Regions from separate parts of the Ovis aries genome. Here region 1 is linked to region 2. Evidence: chromatin contacts called from public Hi-C data. All regions are on one chromosome and are shown on one strand. The core of a region is the stretch at or near the end of the contact, and the rest is flanking DNA. Distances in the headings are between cores, read along the strand shown. Region 1 overlaps LOC132658655 (a long non-coding RNA gene). Region 2 has its middle 21 kb from the start of TARBP1.

Region 1 (6,427 bases), core at 3,791-6,290, 320 kb before region 2:
TACTACAAGACTCTTTTGCAACTCTGAATTTTTAGTTCTAAAAATGGCACTTTCTCCTAGATGTTTGATACTTTTTTTTGTCTAATGGATCAAGATGGCTGCAAATATAGTACAAATAGACCAATTAACACTGCTATTTCTTCCGAAGTCAGGGTAATATTGAAAAACTATTTTAATGGATAGAATCCATCATCATGTAAGGCCGTAAACCTATATCTTTGAAAAAATAATAAGTCAGGTACTTTCATACTAGTACGGCTACTTTTTCCTGCTTTTTAAGGCATCTTCTAACATTATCAGAATCTTCTACACGCATGCTCAGCTGCTCAGTTGTGTCTGATTCTTTGCTACCCTTTGGACTGTAGATGTCCAGGTTCCTCTGTCCATGGGATTATCCCAGGAAGGATGCTGGAGTGGGTTGCCATTTCCTCCTCCAGGGGGTCTTCCTGACCCAGGGATTGAACCCGTGTCTCCTGCAGCTCCTGCATCGGCAGGTGGATCCTTTACCACTGAGCCACCTGGGTGGTTGTTTTTCAGTCCCTGAGTCATGTCCGACTCTTTGCAACCCCATGGACTGCAGCATGCCAGGGTTCCCTGACTTTCGCTGTCTCCCAGAGTTTGTGCTATCTCATGTCCATTGAGTCAGGGATGCCATCCAACCATTTCATCTTCTTGGCCCCTTCTCCTGCCCTCATCACCTGGGAAGCCCCATCATATATCAATGCAGCACAGAATTGCATTTTTAGAATTAAGATTCTTAATTAACATTACCAAGATAAAATAATTAAACAATGAAATCCATCATGATATCTTTTAGAAAAATAATGAAATTAATTTGGCTGTGTCAGGTCTTACTTGCTGCAAGCATGATCTCCAAGGCTTGTAAGATCTTCGTTTCCTGACCAGGGATCGAACCCACATACCCTGCACTGTTAGGTGGACTCTATCACTGGGCCACCAAGGAAGTCCCTCGAGATACATTTTGAAGCAGCTTTTCCTCATCACCACCTGTCACAAGGCCCTTGTAACTTGAAGGATTAGAGGAGGGGCTTCCAATGATACTGGTGAGTGTTTCCATCCGTGTGTTTGAGAAAGATGATTTCCTTTCTAGGGACACCAGCTCTAACTCCTCTTTCATTGTTGTTGTTCAGCTCCTTGGTGCATTGTGCAAGGTACCTGGCTCAACAAATGTTTGCTTTTTGGTGATGTGCTTACTCCTTTTTGGTTTGGTCCCTGATAGAGCCTGATTCCCCCTCTCCTCCTCATGTGCAAGGGACTTGAGCACTTGTAGTTGATAAATCCCATCAAATATGTTTGCATAAGTTCTTCTTTCTGTCTTTCAAGATACAAGACCTAGATTTTTCTGCATGTTGGTTTTATTTTAATGAACTTGACCACATGTCATATGGAATGCTGCTTGCTTACTTCTAAATGGTACTAGGTCCTCAGGACCTGCATACACAACCAACCACATAATTTGTAGGGCCCAGTGAAAAATAGAACCACACGGATCTTTCTCAAAAGTTATTAAAACTTTCAAGTTGGTGACAGTAGATCATTGGATCAAGAGCTCACCCCCATGAAATCCATTATTCCTGCATAAATAACTTCTTATGACTAAACCTAGGCATGATCTGTGATTTAGCCTTGGTTTGTTTCTTTGCTATTTTTAACTTCCAAGCTAAATATGATTTGTCTATATCTCTCAGTGCTTTGAGAATCTTCCACTGACCTCTGGTTTATATTGTAGCTATCAAAAAGTCTGCTGCCAAAGTGTTGTTTCTTTGAAAGTATTCCCCCCTCCATTGATTTTATCCTTTGCAGTTTTTCCTTAAAATGTGTCTAGTTTTGTGTATCTAATTTTGCTTTATGTGACCTAATTTTGCTTCCTGAACTTGATTTTCATCCTGTTTTTAAAAATTCTCAGCCACTAGCTTTTAAAATATTGACTCTTGACCCATTTTTTTCTTTCTGAAAGTCCAATGTGATCCATGCTAGAACTTTTCATGTCTTTAACTTCTTTTTAAAACTGCTTTTCTTTCTGCATTGTCCTCTAGGTAATCTCCTTCCAAACCATTTTCTGGTTCTCTAATTCTCTCTTCAGCTATCTTACCTGATCTTTAAAGCCATTCATCGAGTTTTTGTTTTTTATTATATACATTTCATTTCTAGAAGTTATATTTGGTCATTTTCCAAAAATGTCTGGTCTCTTTTTTAGGAGTCTGATTATTTTCTGATAATTTTTACTTCTTTTACATTTGGGCCACAATACCCAGCCTCTTTCTGATAGTTTCATTATCTGATGTTCTTGAGGTTCCTGGGATTCGATATCTTATACTGTCTGCTATTATATTCTTAACTCTGGTTCTTAGTGGAATCTTGGTCATATTTCCTAAAGCACTGTGTAGTTTTTGATTGTGTGCTTCTGTCTCACAGAATTCTCACTCTGGGGATATTGTGTGGCAGAGGTTGAGGATCTGTTTCTATAGAGGAGTTTTTCATCTGCTTTAGCAAATGCCCCTGTGATAGAATGAGATTGGGACTCTTCTTATGTTATTTAATTGGTTTGGGATTCCTAGACTGTACAGGTGAGTACATTTAAATGCAAACCTGTGTGAAGTGTGGCCTGTGGTTATGAAACTCAAGGCGACTTTTCTTCCCTGCCAGAGCTCCCATTGCCTGGGCAGCCAAACTGTCAGCACCTGCTCCAGTCTCAGGGATTTCCTTTACTGATCTCAGCTGCGCTCTTAAAACCATGTTTGTTATTTCTGTAGGCATCATATCTAGGTATTTTGTGGCTGGAGGTTTTGTTAGATTCTCCTTCATGATATTGCCACAAATGATAGTTCCTGTCATTCTGAATTTCTGAGCTCAGAAAAAGCATTCTCATTATGATAACATATTTTGACATCTCTCTAGATGTTAGAAACATCTTATGATGCAGGCCAGGAGCCCTGGCCAAATTCATGGTGGTTCTTTTGTACTTATAAGAAAGTGCTCCTTATTTTTATAGGTGTCTTTGATTTAGATGAGACTTTGGTTTTGTTCTGCAAAGAAAACAGCTAATGTACTTACTCTTTGCTAAAAATGACTGAAGTGCACAAATGGCTGGATTTATTTAGTATCAAAATGTGAGATGTTTAAAAAAATCTTAGGAATTTGAGGACACCAAGAGGGTTGCTCAGCACCGAAGGGAAAACAGGAGGAGAGAGGCATTTCGGTTCCCTGTGCCACGAATGCTCTCTAGCTTCGAATAATGCCAGGGTTTCTCTCTGCTGTTTCTTCCTTTAGCTGTTGAAAAATTTCAGCCCCTTCAAGCTCTGGTTTATCAGAAAATGAGAAAGTCTTCACCCAAAGAGGCACCAGAGAAGTGAAGACAGATTCCCATAAAAGCTTTCATGGCTGAGTCAGCTGGGAGGGCAGCTGGTGATCATTTCCTGTCTCACCCTGCAGAAGGGAGCTACCCAGGAAAGAGATATCTAAACTGGGAGGACATTAGTTGGTTCCTGCTGAAGCGACTTAGCAGCAGCAGCAGCAGTACCTCTCCAAGGACCTGCAAGGCTCGTGGCATGGAATGCTCTGATAGCCAGACAGGGAAAATACAGCCCTGTGGACCAAGAAGGAAAGTCATTCATTTATCCATGCAGTCATCATTTTTACTTCTTATTAAAGTCAGGGCTACATGGGTAATTTAGGTAGGAAACTTTCAGTATGACTCTCTCTCTCTCTCTCTCTCTCTCTCTCTATATATATATATATATATATATATATATATATATACTTAACTTTTTTCTTATTTTTTTTCTGCTATTCTCTAAAAAATCATTTGCTTGAAGTACAACTGATTTTTTGGTTGTTTTGGATTAAAAACCTTATTTACTCTGAATGCAAAACATTCGATAACATTTATTGGTTTTGTTGTTTTTACTATTCTGTGAACATCTTTTTAGAAAAAAAAAACACCATGTAGTATTATGACCTTTGTCAATGAGGAAATTCTGATTGTCCTTTTTTTTTTTTTTGGTTCAAATAACATCTATTTAGTATTATGCTCCTTCAGGTTTTGTGTTAGTTTCTGTGGGTCTAAAAAGGTAAATTATAAATAGTCCCTGCCCTTATCAATCCCAAGGTACAATGCCTTGTGGGGAGGCCAGCACATATACAGAAAGAAAGTACTAAATGAGACCCAACTAATCTTCAAATGATCTAATTAAAGAATTACAATGAGGGACTTCCCTGGTGGAGTGGTTAAGACTACAAGCTTCCAACGCAGGGGACACGTTTGATTCTGAGTTGGGTAACTAAGATCCCACATTTGGAACAGCCAAAAAACAATCCCAATGACTAGTTCCACAACTTTTTGTGTGCATGATAAAGTAGACGTAACATAAAGCTTACCATTTTAGCCATTCATCGGTGTTAGCAAGTACGTTCTCGTTGTGCAACCATCACCCCATCCATCTCTACAACTTTGTCATCTCCCCAAACTGAAGCCCTGTACACATTAAATAACAACTCCCCATTTCCACCCTGGTAACCACCCTTCTACTCTTTGTCTCTATGAACTGGACTCCTTTCAGTACTTCCTACAAGTGGAATCATGTGGTATTTGTCCTTTTTCGTCTGCTTCGCCCATTGCTTTTTTAATCGAAGGAAATCTGTTGTACAAAAATGAACATCTCAGCCTTGTCCCTGACTGATTCACTGCTTGGCTGGCCTGGTGTAAGATAGTCAACTTTTCCTAATGCCCTCAGCTCTGCAATTGCTCAACTGTTTTAGAACCGTTTTTTTTTTTTTTTTTTTTGGAAGAGTCCATCACAATGTGTGATATTAATCAATTTAAGTCTGCTGACATTGTTGTAGTGCTTAAGAGGCTGCTACTCCCTGGAAACACCGAACAGCCTCCCTCCGTGGGTGGTGGTGTGGTGAGGTCAGAAGCTCGCAGGTGGGCCTGAGCCTGCTGGGTCCCTAGGCTGTGCATTTCCCAGGGCTTCACGTGTGATCATGCAGAGAGACCTGCTATTCCTTCAGCCCAGCTGCCTGCCAGAAACCAGGCCCTGTGGACTCCCTCCAGACTCGGGCTCTGAGCTGGGCTGTCTAACAGCTTTCCACTGGGGCCAATCAGACTCTTGCCAGAGGGCCATCTCACCAACTGCTTTTGAGTCACTGGTTCTATTTGAGATCTGTCATGTGCTGGGAGCCCTCACTGGGCTTAGGGAAAGACCTGAAGTCAGTTGAAACTTGACCTGGGTCAAGTTTCCCAGCTGTATTATTGGGGCACTTGTTTATGCAGTGAAATGTGTAATTTACAGTGGGTGTGGTCTGCTGAGCAGGAGTCAGCTCTGGGCAGCTTATTGCCATGAGAAAAAGAACTCATTTTCTTGGGTTCACTTCTTTTTTTTTTTCTATTCTTTTCCATTATGGTTTATTACAGGATATTGAATACAGTTCCCTATGCTGTACAGTAGGGCCTTGTTTATCCATCCCATATATAATAGTTTGCCTCTGCTAATCCCAAACTCTCAAACCCAACCTTCTATTGATGGAGTCCGCTACTTATTCCACCAAAATATACATTCCACAAGGGCTGGTCTGATCTCTGTTATAGTCTCACTCCAGAAGACAGCCTGGGATAAAGTGTGAATATCTCCTACAAATGGAAGGGAAACATCCTCTTGTTAGGATATCAATGTACAGAGAATAATGTCGTTAGAAATCAGAAAATGATACCACTGATAAATGCACTCATGCTACTTAATCAAGAAATGGTCCAGCTTATACTAGCTTTCAAAAAGTCGAATAGGAAAAAAAATTCTTTTCATTTAAAAAAATTTTAGTCATTTCTTCTTAAAATAATATTACTGATTACCTTCTTCAATTTCACAGGATCTTATTGATACATCAATGAATCGTGTAGAATTGAAAACGGAAATTAATTGCTCGAGTTTCCAGAATGTCTGCATCGGTTCTGTAGTAGAGTTAAATGCTAATATTACCACGGAAACTGATGCGACGTTTGTGAAGCAATTGCTGTGACGGGGCCTCTGTAACATTTCCTTGTATAGGATTTTGAAAAAAAAAAAAAAAAGCTTAGGTCTTGGAAAATATTAGACAAGCACCTCTCTGCAGGCTTACCACACAAGCACACAGCTTTCATTCCCCAGTGGACTCTGGTTTTGACTTGACAGTTCCTCATTTGTCTCTGGGGTTTGAGCCTCGCTTCTGTTTTCTGACCACCAGCCAGCCCTGGCGTCTTTGTAGAAGTGGGAGGTGGCTTGGTCTTCACACAGATGTGAAGTCCATCACCAGCACACTCTCTCCCCCGACACTGTGCCATCCAGCAGAGCAGGCGTTAGTGAACAGCTCTCAGTGTGCCTCCAAAGTCACCTGTGACCACTTGAATCCTCTCTCCTCCACTGGCTTCTTT
Region 2 (5,969 bases), core at 1,192-3,691:
TTGTAGTGACACAGATGGGCCTAGAGACTGTCATACAAATTGAAGAAGTCAGAAAGAGAAAAACAAATACTGCATATTAACATATATATATGTGGAATCTGTAAAAATGATATAGACGATCTTATTTACAAAGCAGACACAGAGACACAGACATAGAAAGCAAACCTATGGACACCAAGGGGCAAGAGGTAGGGTGGGACGAAGTAGGAGATTGGGGTTGACATATAGGCACAGTTGATAGTACGCGTAAGATAGGTGGGCTTCCCTGGTGGCTCAGTGGTGAAGAAGCCGCCTGCAACGCAGGAGATCCGGGTTTGATATCTGGATGAGGAAGATCCCCTGGAGAGGGGAATGGCTACCCCTTCCAGTATCCTTGCCTGGAGAATCCCACGGACAGAGGAGCCTGGCAGGATATAGTCCAGCAGTCTCAAAGAGCTGAACACGACTGAGGGACTAAGCATGCATGCATAAAATAGATGGCTAATGAGCATCTACTGCGTAGCACAGGGAACTCTACTCAGTGCTCTGTGAGGACCTAAACAGGAAGGAAGTCCAAGAGAGAGGGGATATATGCACACGTATAGGTGACTCACTGTGCTGTAGAGCAGAAGCTAACACAATCTTGTAAAGCAACGTTCAATAATTTTTTTTTTAAGTACTATAGAAACCCAAATTGTTTCTGAAAATGCTAAACAATAAGACATTTCTCAAAAGAGCCTCAGTCCCTCCAGTTTTTTCCAGGAATCCAACTCAAGCAGCTTTACACAGCCATTATCACTTAATTACCAATATAAATCTCACTAGCGACTTCCATAACTTTGTTTGCAAATGAATATGCACACCTCCTAAATCATTCCCTCCTTTTCTCTCTCTCCCCAGCTGGAGTGGAGAGAAACTGTAGCAGCTGTGATTTGCAGAGGCTCCTGGCCTGCAGTGTCACCCCAGGCCGCCCGTACCTGGGACACGGCACTGCTGAGGCTATGGAATTGTACCTGGTTCCCGCTCAGCCCCATAAATCCCCCCCTGGCATTGGCGGGGGCAGGCGCATGGCAGAAACCTGGCTCCATCTGTTTGAAAGGTTCACAAACCACAGTGAACTTTTTAGTGATCTCAGGCCAAGTTTCCGGTGTGTAATGAAAACCGAAACCCAGTGTTGGGTTTCCTTACCAAATTCACACAGGGCTGGTCATGACAAGGGACTAAGTGTGAGGTGGCAGGGCAGAGCTAGGACACACAGCCATCAGTTCTATTTCTAGCTCTGCCACCGGCTTGCTCTGTGGCCTGAGGCCAGTCCCCTACCCTCATGCCTGCAGTTACCTGTCTCCAGTACAGAGGGGGAGCTTTTTACCAGAAAGTTAGCTTTCTGGTTCAGAAAGGTGTTCTGAGATAGTAGCATTCCTCTGCATCATTTTTAGTTATAGCACAGAGGCACGTGAGAATATTATGACCATCCCACTTGTGTGTATTATCCATTTTTAAAAATATTTAAATAAAATTGAAACAAAATCTATTTCATTTATTTAGGCCCTCTGTCTGCATTCTGAAGTCTTGCTCTTCTTTCTTTCTAAGCTTCAGCTTTTGATTCCAGGCACATTTACATTTACAATTATAGTGAACAGTGGGGAAGGGATTATTGCATGATTTAGAGGGTTTATCTAAATGACCTCCCAAACTTCTCCCAACTCAAAGGTTCTGTGAGTCAATGAAATGCCTTGACAAAGGAGAACAAACCCAGGCCTTCAAGTCCAAAATACCTGTGTCTATTTTCTAGCTCTCACATTTACTGGCTGTGTGACTTCTGGCGAGCTACTTAACCTCTCTGAGCCCAGATTTCTCATCTGAAAACCTGAGGCAATGCCAAATACTAAGTCGTTGTCAGGAAGATGAAATAATAAAGTACTTTTCAGACATGGGACAGGGTGCCAGACAAAGAGTAGGTGCCAAGGTTTTGCTTGTCTTGATTCACACAAGTTTCTGATTGGGTCAAAAATGTAGGTCATATTTGAATATTGCCTTTGTCTTCCCTTCCAGGGCCCTACTTCAGAAAGACAAAGAAAGAAGGAAATAAAAAGTGACTCGCTGAGGCCCTTCTGAAAGCATCACCCATGTATTGAAATATTCCTTCCAGTCAAAAACTAGGTTATTAATTATACATTGCTATTGGAACAGAAAATAAGAAGAGGCCTCACTGCTTATGACCCAGAACTTGACCATTGTTTGATTTCGATTATTTCCTGGTATCTGCGTAATGTATCCCAAATGTGAGATTTGCAGTGTTGAGAGTCCAACCAACTGTAGCCTGAATGACTGTCCGTAATATTTAGTAAATGCCCTGGAATGACTGTTCATTTCCACTCCAGGCAGCGCATTTCTGGGGGATTATTTCACTGCATGGGTGGCCCAAGTCCCTTGGCCTTCAGCCTCACAGCTCATTCCACAGCTCTGGGCAAGCAGCAACCACCCAAAAATGCGAGTCTTTCTTCCTGGCCCCAGTGGCATGAGTAACATCATTAACTCTTCGGGGCTGAGGTCTGGGATGACGTCGAAATCTTCCACCCCACTGTGTTAGCTGACAGAATACCAGAGTAACAAAGTTTTGGCAGTTTGTTTTCACGCCAGCAACGTGCCTGCCCTCATACACAATCTTGGGATATTTTTTTCCTCTTCTTTCCCAGCAGGATTGTGGGTTTCAAAATGGAAGCAAAGTCCTCCCCGCGTCTAGCTCCAGTTCTGAGAACAAATGGGCAAGAAGGCTCCAAAATTCTACAGACAAGGGGAAATGCTGCTGACGTGTCCCCGCCAGGGACAGGACAGGAAGAGCACAGCTGTGCCGTGTGCCGTTTCACATGCTCCTCTGCCGATGAGCTTTCTAAAGTGTAAAAACGTTGCAGGGCGCTCCCTAAGAGGAGACACACAAACACATTTCCTCTGGGCCCCGGGCCAGCGCTGGGGCAGGCAGAGGCCGCGCAAGTGCACTGTGGATGCCGCGCGCCATCTGGTGGCCAGGAGGTGACATTGCGGGCACCATCCGGGCTTTTACACCATTGATCTGCAGTCATTTCACGGAAGGAGCAATTTTGTTCAGTTGCTCAGTCGTGTCCAACTATTTGCGACCCCTTGGACTGCAGCACGCCAGGCTTCCCTGTCCTTTACCATCTCCCAGCGCTTCCTCAAATTCATGTCCATTGAGTTGGTGATACCATCCAACCATCTCGTACTCTGTTGTCCCCTTCTTCTTCTGCCTTCAATCTTTTCCACCAGCAGGATCTTTTCTAACGAGGTGGCCAAGTATTGGAGCTTCAGCTTCAGCATCAGTCCTTCCAATGAATATTCAGGGTTGGTTTCCTTTAGGATTGACTGATTTGAGCTCCTTGCAGTTCGAGGGATTCTAAAGCGTCTTCTCCAGCACCACAATTCAAAAGCATTGTTTCTTTGACACTCAGCCTTCTTTATAGTCCAGCTCTCACACCCATACATGACTACTGGAAAAACCATAGCTTTGAATAAAGGACCCTTTGTTGGCAAAGTAATGTCTCTGCTTTTTAATATGCTGTCTAGGTTGGTCAGAGCTTTTCTTCCAAAGAGCAAGTGTCTTTTAATTTCATGGCTGCAATCACCATCTGCAGTGATTTTGGAGCCAAAGAAAATAAAGTCTCTCACTGTTTCCATTGTTTCCCCATCTATTTGCCATGAAGTGCTGGGACTGGACGCCATGATCTTTGTCTTCTTAATGTTGAGTTTTAAGCCAACTTTTTCACTCTCCTCTTTCACTTTCATCAAGAGGCTCTTTAGTTCTTCGCTTTCTGCCATAAGGGTGGTGTCATCTGCATGTCTGAGGTTATTGATATTTCTCCTGGCAATCTTGATTCCAGCTTGTGCTTCCTACAGCCCAGCATTTCTCATGATGTACTCTGCATATAAGCTAAATAAGCAGGGTGACAGTATACAGCCTTGATGTACTCCTTTCCCAATTTTGAACCAGTCTGTTGTTCCGTGTCCAGTTCTAACTGTTGCTTCTTGACCTGCATACAGGTTTCTCAGGAGGCAGATAAGGTGGTCTGGTATTCCCATTAAAGGAGTATACTGTGGGCTTTTAAATTCTGTTGGGAGTGATCATAGGGGATCCCGAAGGAAGACACCAAGGGCCAGGTGTTCTAAATTCCCTTCGTTCTTCTACGACTGGATGCTTGATGTCTCAGATTCTCCTAGAAACAGAGATAACGATCCTTGGGAAGCACTCAGCTCTGGACATCCAGCGTCTCATGTCCCCGGGTCCTCCTGTCCCTGTCATGATCGCACAGACCTGGGCACAAGAGCCTCCTTCTTTCCACTACCTGGGGCATGCTTAGGTTCTCTTCTCCAGCCTTCGGAATCCAACATTTCCCAAGGCTTGCTTCACGGCATCTCTACATTCTCAGAGTATCTGCTTCATTTTTTGCCCACACTAGTGTTTGCGAAGCCTGTTCCAAGAATACTGGTTTTATTTTTCAGAACTGTATCTTCTCATAAACAGTGTAGGAGGGTTCCCTTTTCTCCACACCCTCTCCAGCGTTTATTGTTTGTAGACTTTTTGATGCTGGCCATTCTGAAGAGTGTGAGGTGGTACCTCATTGTAATTTTGATTTGTATTTCTCTAATAATTAGCAGTGTTGAACATCTTTTCATGTGCTTTATGGCCATCTGTATGTCTTTTTTGGAGAAATGCCTATTTAGATCATTAAAAAACTAAACATCTGGCAATCCCACTCCTGGGCATATATCTGGAAAGAACCCTAATTTGCAGAGATACATGCACCCCAATATTCATTGCAGCACTATCTACAATAGCCAAGACATAGAAGCAACCTAAATGTCCATCAAGGGAGGAATGGATAAACATGTAGTACATATTAATGTATACAATGGAATACTATGCACCCATTAAACAAGAATGAAATAGTACCATTTGCAACAATATGGGTGAACGTAGAGATTATCATACTAAGTGAAGTAAGTCAGAGACAAATATCATATGGTATCACTTATATGTGAAACCTAATAAAAATAATACAAATGAACTTATTTACAAAATAAGAGAACTATATATTTTTTTAAAAAAAGGCATTCCATGTTTGAGAAACTCTGGAATTAAAATAAGAATTATTGTAGGACATCTGAAGAACGTTGACATATTGACATTGTAGGGAGTATTTAAGAAAGAACTACGATTTTTTTAGTTTCTAAACTTGAGGTCAAAATTTTCCCCCCATCTCCACCTTCAACTGTATCTTGAAAATAATCCATTTGATAAAGCAAATTTAGCAGGAAATTGGTCTAGCCTATTCCTTTGACTCATGATTAGATAGGCTTATTTTAAAAGTGATTCATTTCTGGTAGTCTGCTGCGGCTGTATAACAAAGTACCGCAAACTGGGTGGCTTAAACTGCAGAAATTTATTCTCTTGAAATTTCTTTTGAAGCTTCTCCTTAACTTGTAGATGGCCATCTTCTCCCTGTATTTTCACGTGGTCTTCCCTCTGAATGTGTCTATGTCCTAATCTCCTTTCTTACAAGGATACCAGTCATATTGGACTAGGGCCCACCCTAATGGCCTCATTTTAATTACCTCTTTAAAGATTCTATCTCCAAATACAGTCCCATTCTGAGAGACTAGAGGTGGAGGAGGGGTCAGGATTTCAGCGTATGAATGTTAAGGGGACACAGTTCAACTGATAAGACCATCTTATTTTTGTATCTGTTGGAGATAACTTGTGCTTCAGTGGAAAACAGCATTCTTTAGAGCAGGGTCAGCAAACTATAGTCAGTGGGCCAGATATGGCCTGCCACCTGGGTCTATAAATAAAGTTTTATTGACACAAAGCAAAGCTCATTCCTTTATGGATTATCTATGGTTACTTTTTGTTTAACAGTAGAGTTGAGTAGTTATAACAAAGGCCACATGGCTTGTGAAACTGAAAATATTTGCTACCT

The links. A called contact is a pair of places that touch in the nucleus more often than the background predicts.
Region 1: a contact with region 2 is called in a Hi-C map of muscle, with 4 times the contacts expected there. The contact joins two enhancer-like sites. A contact is called at or near these places in 3 of 16 Hi-C or Micro-C datasets (blood, muscle and skin fibroblasts).

What each region holds. Positions count from the first base shown.
Region 1 is chr25:6,994,919-7,001,345 of ARS-UI_Ramb_v3.0, reverse strand. The region is part of intron 1 of LOC132658655 (a long non-coding RNA gene); the gene reads left to right. Among named protein-coding and RNA genes, the nearest start is that of IRF2BP2, 210 kb to the right of the region's middle. Within about 2 kb of position 5,040, at least 24 of the 54 cell types and tissues checked have an H3K27ac peak or open chromatin away from gene starts, as enhancers often do. A contact at or near this core is called in muscle, where this site is marked.
Region 2 is chr25:6,670,718-6,676,686 of ARS-UI_Ramb_v3.0, reverse strand. No RefSeq gene overlaps it. Among named protein-coding and RNA genes, the nearest start is that of TARBP1, 21 kb to the right of the region's middle. Within about 2 kb of position 2,441, at least 49 of the 54 cell types and tissues checked have an H3K27ac peak or open chromatin away from gene starts, as enhancers often do. A contact at or near this core is called in muscle, where this site is marked.